Linked DNA regions of Bombyx mori: region 2 is linked to region 1. Evidence: chromatin contacts called from public Hi-C data. All regions are on one chromosome and are shown on one strand. The core of a region is the stretch at or near the end of the contact, and the rest is flanking DNA. Distances in the headings are between cores, read along the strand shown.

Region 1 (4,296 bases), core at 1,242-3,741:
AATGCTCCGAGTACGGCCGCTTTCGTTGTTTCAAAGCTCTTTTTATTCGTTCCCTCCGCCCGTCCCCTTTATCTCCGGTATGCCGACATGCAAATTAAAAAAAAAGAAGGAAATAAATCTTTTTAAATAAGCTGAGTGTTCGATATCTGTAAAAAGACTCACATAATGGAGTCTACTTAATGATGAATGGAGGGCCATTGGTGGCTTCCCTATCATTGTACGCGACGTCTGCTTATGGTCATTTGTAGTTTTGATTCGAATTTATATTTGCGAAGGCGTGGGAACGACAAAGATCTATAAAATAAAGTTAGATACACACTTGAGGTAATAAAATGTATATAATAATCGATGAAATATTTTTAGCTAAATTATAAAAAACCCCGAATAGGTATAAATTACATCATTGTAAATTTGAGCATTTAAATACAAAAAAAGAAACAAAACTTTTAGACCATAAAAACACTCGAAATATTAATTATCGATTTTGTGGCTATAGGAGATTTTTTTATTACTTTGATGGGTGGACGAGCTCACAGCCTCTTCCTGCTGTTAAGTGAAAGTGACAACGTGAATGCTTGAGGCATGAGGTCGAAACTTAATTGTATTGTTTAAGGGCTGTCCCACCGATCCAACCGTTGAGCACAACCGCTTCGCGGCATAATTAATAGGTTGGATGGATGGATGTACCTTATGCCCTACCATCAATAATTGATCTTCTTCTTCTCAGTCGTTTGCCCCTTGGCAGAGCGGTCGTGGTCATCAGTCTGGGTTCTTCAATATTTGTACAAATATATGCATTTTGCGGGTGTCATTGTCTGCTAGGCCTGACGCGTAAACACCGGTCATTTGTGTTTCATTCGGCGAATAATTTCAATTACCGTACTTATTTACGAATTGCCCTTAAAATAAAATTTACATATACATAGTATTTACTTCGGTTTTCGTGAGTCATAAAAATTTAATAATCATGACTCGTTTTTCATTTTTATCTCACATTACAAATAGCTACCAAAAACTACCAAATTACCTTATTTATTACATATCTACCAAAAACTACCAAACTACCTTATCAAAAACTACCAGATTCAATCTTAATTACGAGTTTTATTGGTAACTTCTTTTAATTTTCTACAAGAAGTCATGAAACACATACATCGTGTTTACATATGCGTTTTTAAAATCATTCGAGGATCAAATAATGTATTACGACAATAACGTCGGATAGGCACTATTACTTTTAGTAGGGTTATTACTTTCACTTGTATGCAGTTTTATCAGTTGAACGTAAGGACATGAATTACAATATCGTGCCAGATATAGTACGAGGGCTTGCCAAACTAAGTCCGTGAGAAATATTCAAGTAAGTCGAGCATGCGCTTGCAGGCTGTGGAATGCGGCCGCGAGGGCGGGTGCCGGCTTCTTTGAGCCTACACTCTCCAGACTTGAGTGACAGCCGGTGCAAGTGAGATGGCGAGATTTACCCACAACTACTGGACCGTCTCGAAAAACTATCACGTTTAGGAATGTTCGTTAGGAAAGCTACAATGATAACTAAATTCAGCAATTGAAAGGAAGGCGCCATAACATTGAATGCTTTAATGAATTTTATTTTTAATTGTGGTAGGATCTCTTGTGAGTCCGCGCGGGTAGGTACCACCGCTCTGCCTATTTCTGCCGTGAAGCAGTAATGCGTTTCGGTTTGAAGGGTAGGGCAGCCGTTGTAACTATTCTGAGATCTTAGAACTTATATCTCAAGGTGGGTGGCGCATTTACGTTGTAGATGTCTATGGGCTCCAGTAACCACTTAACACCAGGTGGGCTGTGAGGTCGACCACCCATCTAAGCAATCAAATTTTTTTTTTAGCTAATACGAATTTCTATTGTTACAGATTATGAATTCACGCTGTACTCTTCAAGCACTCTTGCCGCTTGCAGCATCGCTGCTGCACTACGAGGTCTCGAACACGATGGCTACTTATCGAGACTCCAAGAGCTCACGCGCATTGACTTAGTAAGTAATCAATTTTCCCAAGCATTTACTGCGTGCCTAATAATACCTATTAGATAATAATAATAATAATAAAATCATTTATTGCATTTCACATTAAATTAAATAAAATACAAAAAAAAAGAAAACAGAAAAAGGCAAAAGGATGTGGCTCAGCTAATGCTGTTCAAGGCTGATAAATCGAGCAGCGCTGATTTTCAGTCACCCCCGTTTCCCTTTGGTTCTTTGCGGGAATGAAGGCTAGGTACGTGTGTACAGACTTAAAACATGGTATAAACTAGTATAAAAAAATTAAGAAAAAAAAAACCAGAACAATAATCAAATTAAATGGTGAATCCAAAGTCTAAATTTAAATTTCTTTTAGGATTGCCTGCAGACCTGTCTCGAACAGATCGAGGATATGGTGCAAAGTTTGATAGTGGAGCGTGACTCGTGTCCCCCAAACGGCCAGGCGCGAGAAGCGGCGGGCTGGACGCCGCCCCCCGCCCCCCCGCACGACAAGGCGCACAGTAACGCCGCCACACCCACCGACGTCAGAGATGTACACTTCTAAACCTGGACAGGCTCTGTGCCTCCACAATCTAATTAAGTAATCACGAAGCATCAGTACGAAAATACTATAAACTACAACAAACGTTGCCAGATGCATTCGTGACGGCGGACTGATCGATACAAAGACTGACAATCGTATGTCTCTCCTAGTTAATGTACGTATATACTAATTGTGAATACATAACTGTAAGCCTTACGTGCTACTTGTAATTGCCTCTAGTCTGTACGTTCACTAATTATATTATTACTTGCATTGAACGTGACCTTGGTAAGCCTTAATGTACATGCTAGTTAATACGGCTTCAGAAATTGCAATCTACCTCTTATATAATTAAGGACTATCAGTTTCATGCGGCAAATACCCTACGCTTTACCGATAAATTAGCTGTTGTTCATATTATGTGTGTTGAATATTGTTTACGCGGGACCAAAGTTAGATACACGTTTTAATTATTGTATAATAATAATAATATGTTACTGATTTTCTTTGGATGGTATCGGTTTCACTAAATACATTAGTATTATTATAATGTTGACTTATCTTTTATCATCTTCGAATAAAATATACACCCGACATTACGACGCGCTTGTATTTGCCACTTTGAAATTAAAATTGGTACACCTACACACTATCAGAGTTTATTTTATATCGGGGGAAGGCAATAAATTACGCTTGTTCGTTGTAAAAACTAACGTTAGTTTTCATTATTATTTTTTTTGATTATATTTATCTTAGTTATATACAGATTGTATGTATATTATAATACTTTCAAACAAATATATAAACCAGATACTATTATAAAACTAAAACTTATTTGTAGGACGTTGTCTGATAGTAGACGAAGGACTGTTTATTTTTCTAATATTTTGCGTAATTAGTTATTTAGGGATTTTTTTTTGTTCCTTGCAACGAAAGCGTCGGCTCTTTCAGTTTGTATGTTTATGTGATAGGATCAACTTGTTGCTTTGAATTTCGTATTGTAGTCACTTCCAGTCATAATAAGTTAACGTAGATCTAATTTCATTTTCTTTATAGATTGCTGTATAGAAATATGTGATCGTTAAGATGTTTTTTTAGAATAGGATCAATTATTTTAACACCACCTTTATCGTTCCTAAGCGAAAATGCACTAAAATAAACAATGCAATAGTCATGTTCCATTTTATTTGTACTTAATAGTCTACATAGGTAGTTAGAATGATCGTAGAGGTGACTATGTTAATAAAAAAAAATGTGATATACAATGTTCTTAGTTATAGCTATATTGATTTAAGTACGGGTGGTGTATTTCAGGCAGTAATTAAAACGCGGTTACGATAAAAATATAAATGTGCTTTCTTTTATTACGTTAGTAAAATATATGTAAGGTTAATTTATCTGTAAATTGACGTTAATCTAACTGTGCGATTTTTTTATAGCTACGTAAAAACAAAAAAAAACAAAATTATAGCTACGTAAAAACAAAAAAACAAAATTATAGCTACGTATAAACAAAAAAAAATCACTCGATGTCTTCCACAAAAGCGAATCAGGTCAAACAACAGCTTATAGACTTGATACATATTTAGTGATCTGTTATGTGTATAGGATATTAGTTGTAAATGTATATATTCGTAAAATTTACATTAGGGTGTGCTGTAAGCATGTGGTGCCATAAGTTACACTGCTATATTTTTATTCTCTAAAACGGAATACGATTCATTACTTACACGTACCTAACTAAACCATCATAAAG
Region 2 (4,296 bases), core at 470-2,969, 88 kb before region 1:
TGAACACTGTCAACGAACGCACGACTTGTTATTTTAGTTGAACGCTTCCGACATGAATATTTTAATCGGTACCATTGGTACATAATTAGATTGATAGAAATAAAATATTAAATATATTTTGATTTGAATTAATTATTTTGAGAAAAATGTCTGTGCTTTCTGTGTACTAAGCGGTAATATATATATATAGATAGAGACCTAATAAAGGGCAACTGTTAAATTGTAATGAACACAACAAGTTGTATTTTATCATAAGTATGGGGGCGCAGAATTGTCCTGGTTGTTTTGATAAGGCGTCATCATCGTCGGTCGTCGTGACTTGTATTTGGCGAAGTAGAAAACAAACTTGTAAATCTGTAGCAGTTTATTTCCTTCCTATCGTCGGTTCACGCTCGACTGCGTACAATACGTACCTTTTTTCTGAGAAGGGTGGAATTTCGTAACAGCGGGTATTGTCCGCCATCACGTATATTTTTAATAGCTCAGTTTTACTGTTAACAAATCATCCTTCAATGTTGCAAACGTTAAGATTTAAATTATGTCACTATTCGTCTTCGTGTCGACATGTACCATTTAACATGCCCATACCATCGTATGACGATACTAAGCTGGACTGCTCCGAGAATGATACCAACTTCACCTTTGAACCATATTGGATGCCACTTGTTGAATTCATCGGTAATACCTGGGACCAATTTTCTAATAGTCACCACTTAGCTCTTTATTATTTAACAAATATTTCATATTCGTCGTCGTGGCCTAAAGGATAAGAAGTCCGGTGTATTCGTATCTAGCGATGCAACGGTGTTCGTTCGGTCGTCATTCAACGGTTCACGTTTGACTTTCACGGTGAAGGAAAAATCAAACCTGCAAAATTATAATTTGCGTGATTATTGGCGGTATAACGTCTTGTGAGGCCGCACAGGTAGGTACCACCGCCCCGCCTACTGCCGTGAAGCAGTAATGCACTTCGGTTTGAAGGATGGGGCAGCCGTTATACAGTAAAAACTGAGATCATAAAACTCCTATCTCATGGTAGGTGACAGTATTTACGTTCTAGATGTCTATGGGCTCCGGTAACCACTTAATACCAGGTGGGCTGTGAGCTCGTCCACCCAACTAAGCAATAAAAAATATATATCTCATGATCATATGAAGTCGTCGTGGCCTAACGGATAAGAGGTCCGGTGCATTCGTGTTGAAGCGATGCACCGGTGTTCGAATCCCGCAGGCGGGTACCAATTTTTCTAATGAAATACGTACTCAACAAATGTTCACGATTGACTTCCACGGTGAAGGAATAACATCGTGTAATAAAAATGAAACCCGCAAAATTATAATTTGCGTAATTACTGGTGGTAGGACCTCTTGTGAGTCCGCACGGGTAGGTACCACCGCCCCGCCTATTTCTGCCGTGAAGCAGTAATGCGTTTCGGTTTGAAGGATGGGGCAGCCGTTGTGACTATACTGAGACCTTAGAACTATATCTCAAGGTGTGTGGCGCATTTGCGTTGTGGATGTCTATGGGCTCCAGTAACCACTTAACATCAGGTGGGCTGTGAGCTCGTCCACAAATCTAAGCAATAAAAAAAAAAAAAAAAAATCATATCATTCAATTCTAATCTATTTTATTTCGTATGGAGAATCCGTAGATACGACGAATGATTTTTTTTAATTGATGACTTGGCTTAAAAGGCCAAAGATCCAGGCCGTTAAATAGTTTAAAATATTGTCATGAGTGTCAAACATTATAAACGTCAAATACAGATAAATAACTAAGTGCTCTTTAATAGAAATAACATTATTTTGTGAATAAAATCATATAATTTGATTGTTTCGTTAAAATGTCGGAACGAAAGGTTTTAAATGTAAGTAATGGTTTCTTGGTTTGTATGCGGGTGATATTGTAACAATTTAAATGATATATGTATAAACCTGCACCATGCAATGTTTCAGAAATATTATCCACCGGATTTCGATCCTTCGAAGATACCTCGTATGAAACTAGCGAAAAATCGTCAATACACAGTCCGACTTATGGCTCCATTTAACATGCGATGTGCTACATGCGGTGAATATATTTATAAAGGCAAAAAGTTCAATGCTAGGAAAGAGGATGTGGAGAATGAAGATTACCTCGGTATTAGGATATATAGGTTCTATATAAAAGTAAGTAGGGCAATGAACAAAACTAAAAAATGAGTTAAACAACCTGTACTAATGTGAATTTTCCATAATATTAAAAATATATATAAATGTTCTATGGTAGCATAAGTCTAATGAAGTGTCCTGTAGAACAAGAATGCTTCTAAAGAGATATATATGTTAAGTAGCATCATTTTATTACACATATGGGTGCATAAGCAGCCTTATGGGCATTAAATAGTGACTAAAGCATGTAGACATCACAATGTGAGTCCTTCCACCTTCACATAAGATATTGCCAAGGCTATATTCCTAGAATTGCTAATTTGCAAATGTGATAAGTGAATACTTCTAATTACATAATTGTTTTACACTCTATGCCTTTTTAGGTCTTTAAAGACAAAATAGGTATCTGCATTGTTCACAATGTGTTTCCACAAACCATTTTTGCAACATGTTTCAATCTGGTAGAATTGACTCAGTATTGTACATTTGAATATTAGTTCTCAAAATAGGTTTAAATATAGTTTATACTTGAAGGTAGTAGCTTTGTTTTGCCTGTTGTATTATACCAATCTTGATGGATACTGGCTATCATTGCCATAATATGATGTGAATTAAAGTTACTTTCAAAATAATTTAATGACTATTTCAAGAGAATACGGAAATCTGTTTTTTTTTATAGAAGAATTGTGTTTATTTGATTGTACCACTGTAGCTTATTCTTTAAGACCTGGTTTAATTTTTAAATATAATTTTATTTCAGTGTACTCGTTGCTTGCAAGAAATATCATTCAAAACAGATCCAAAGAATACCGATTATGAGATAGAAGCTGGTGCTACAAGGAACTTTATGGCATTAAAACTTGCTGAAGAACAGGCCAAGCGTGAAGAAGAAGAGCAAAAAGAAGAAGAAGCCAATAATCCTATGAAGCTATTAGGTAGATACATAAATATAGCCTTGCCGTGATGATTAATCTGTATTTTAGTTTATTTGATTCTCAAATAGATTTGTGGATATACTTTCTTGGCAAGAAATGAAACCTTTTATCAAACAAACCAAATTTTTTTTGCACTTTTACAACTTGTTTTACATACCTGGGCCAGAAAGTAGTTGTATATTTTGGATTTTGGTTTGAAAGGTAGATAGATGACTGATGCAATATACAATTGAAAATTTTACCTCATGTCTTGAAGGTAGCCTTTCCCAAAGTGGGCGATAACGCCCCATTGTGGGCGCTTGCAGGCTTAAAAGGGGGCGGTACGAGTCCCAGAAAAAAATGGGGGCGTTGTGTAGAGGCTTGGGAGGCGATTTGTAATTTCATCTAGGAGGACTCTTAGGCACCAACTGAGCTCTCACTATAGTGGTTTTTAAGTAGATAAAAAATAAGGGCGCTAAAAAAGAATTTATTCTCAAAGTAGGCAGTAGACAAAATAAGTTCAGGTGGGAACCCCTGTCTTAACAACAACAAAAATAAACTGGACATCCCTAACTTTTTTTTATTTATTGCTTAGATGGACTGAGCAAGATATTTTTAATTTGTAATACTGTAATGTAAAAGTAACTAAAATAGAATTGTTTAAACTGCTAAAATGCTAAATTGTTTGTTTAGCCTGACTGCTCAAATGTTAATTGGTCTTGGTCTATAACATTAGTGGGCTTAAGGAAGTATTTTTTAAACTTTATTTGCTTGAAAAAAATAATCATAGAAGTATGAAATAAATAATTAGTATAGTCAACATTAATCCAAAACAGTCAATGAAACAAGATATCCAATATCATCTAATTGTTAAATAATCGTTAAGTAATCCACCGACTAATCTACATAAAGTCAAAATATTGTAAAATTAAAGCAATTCTAGAATGTTGGATATGTTTTAAACACTATTATTAAATCCTAAAATGTTTTCACGGCTGCACTATCGTGATAGATGGCATTGCGAATTGTAGGAAATATATTAAATGTGAAAATTTTAAGTTAAAAATGATTTATAATATGTTTGTTTGCAAGAGTTATGAAGAGGTATGTGTTGCAAATAGTTTGAAATACATTTCTATAATATTCTTACATTTCTTAAAATTGTTTTACAGAATACAGAACGGAGCAATCACGACAAGAAATTGAACAATTGGAAAACCTTGAGGAATTA

Evidence for each region. Hi-C and Micro-C count contacts between places; a contact is called where the count stands out from the background.
Region 2: a Hi-C map of midgut shows a contact between it and region 1, with 1.7 times the contacts expected there. The contact joins the promoter of LOC101738712 here to the enhancer-like site in region 1. A contact is called at or near these places in 2 of 7 Hi-C or Micro-C datasets (midgut and an unstated tissue).

Annotation. Positions count from the first base shown.
Region 1 is chr13:6,528,381-6,532,676 of ASM3026992v2, reverse strand. It overlaps LOC101738852 (G1/S-specific cyclin-D3), which reads left to right. Exons shown (of 5, transcript XM_004927873.5): 4 at 1,890-2,011; 5 at 2,373-4,296. The coding sequence ends at 2,561. Among protein-coding and RNA genes, the nearest start is that of LOC134199969, 13 kb to the left of the region's middle. Within about 2 kb of position 2,491, at least 6 of the 8 cell types and tissues checked have open chromatin away from gene starts, as enhancers often do.
Region 2 is chr13:6,615,533-6,619,828 of ASM3026992v2, reverse strand. It overlaps LOC101738712 (splicing factor YJU2), which reads left to right and starts at 1,719. Exons shown (of 5, transcript XM_004927872.5): 1 at 1,719-1,868; 2 at 1,957-2,169; 3 at 2,912-3,086; 4 at 4,238-4,296. The coding sequence starts at 1,845. It overlaps Mir3255 (microRNA mir-3255), which reads left to right and starts at 2,678; the gene lies at 2,678-2,779.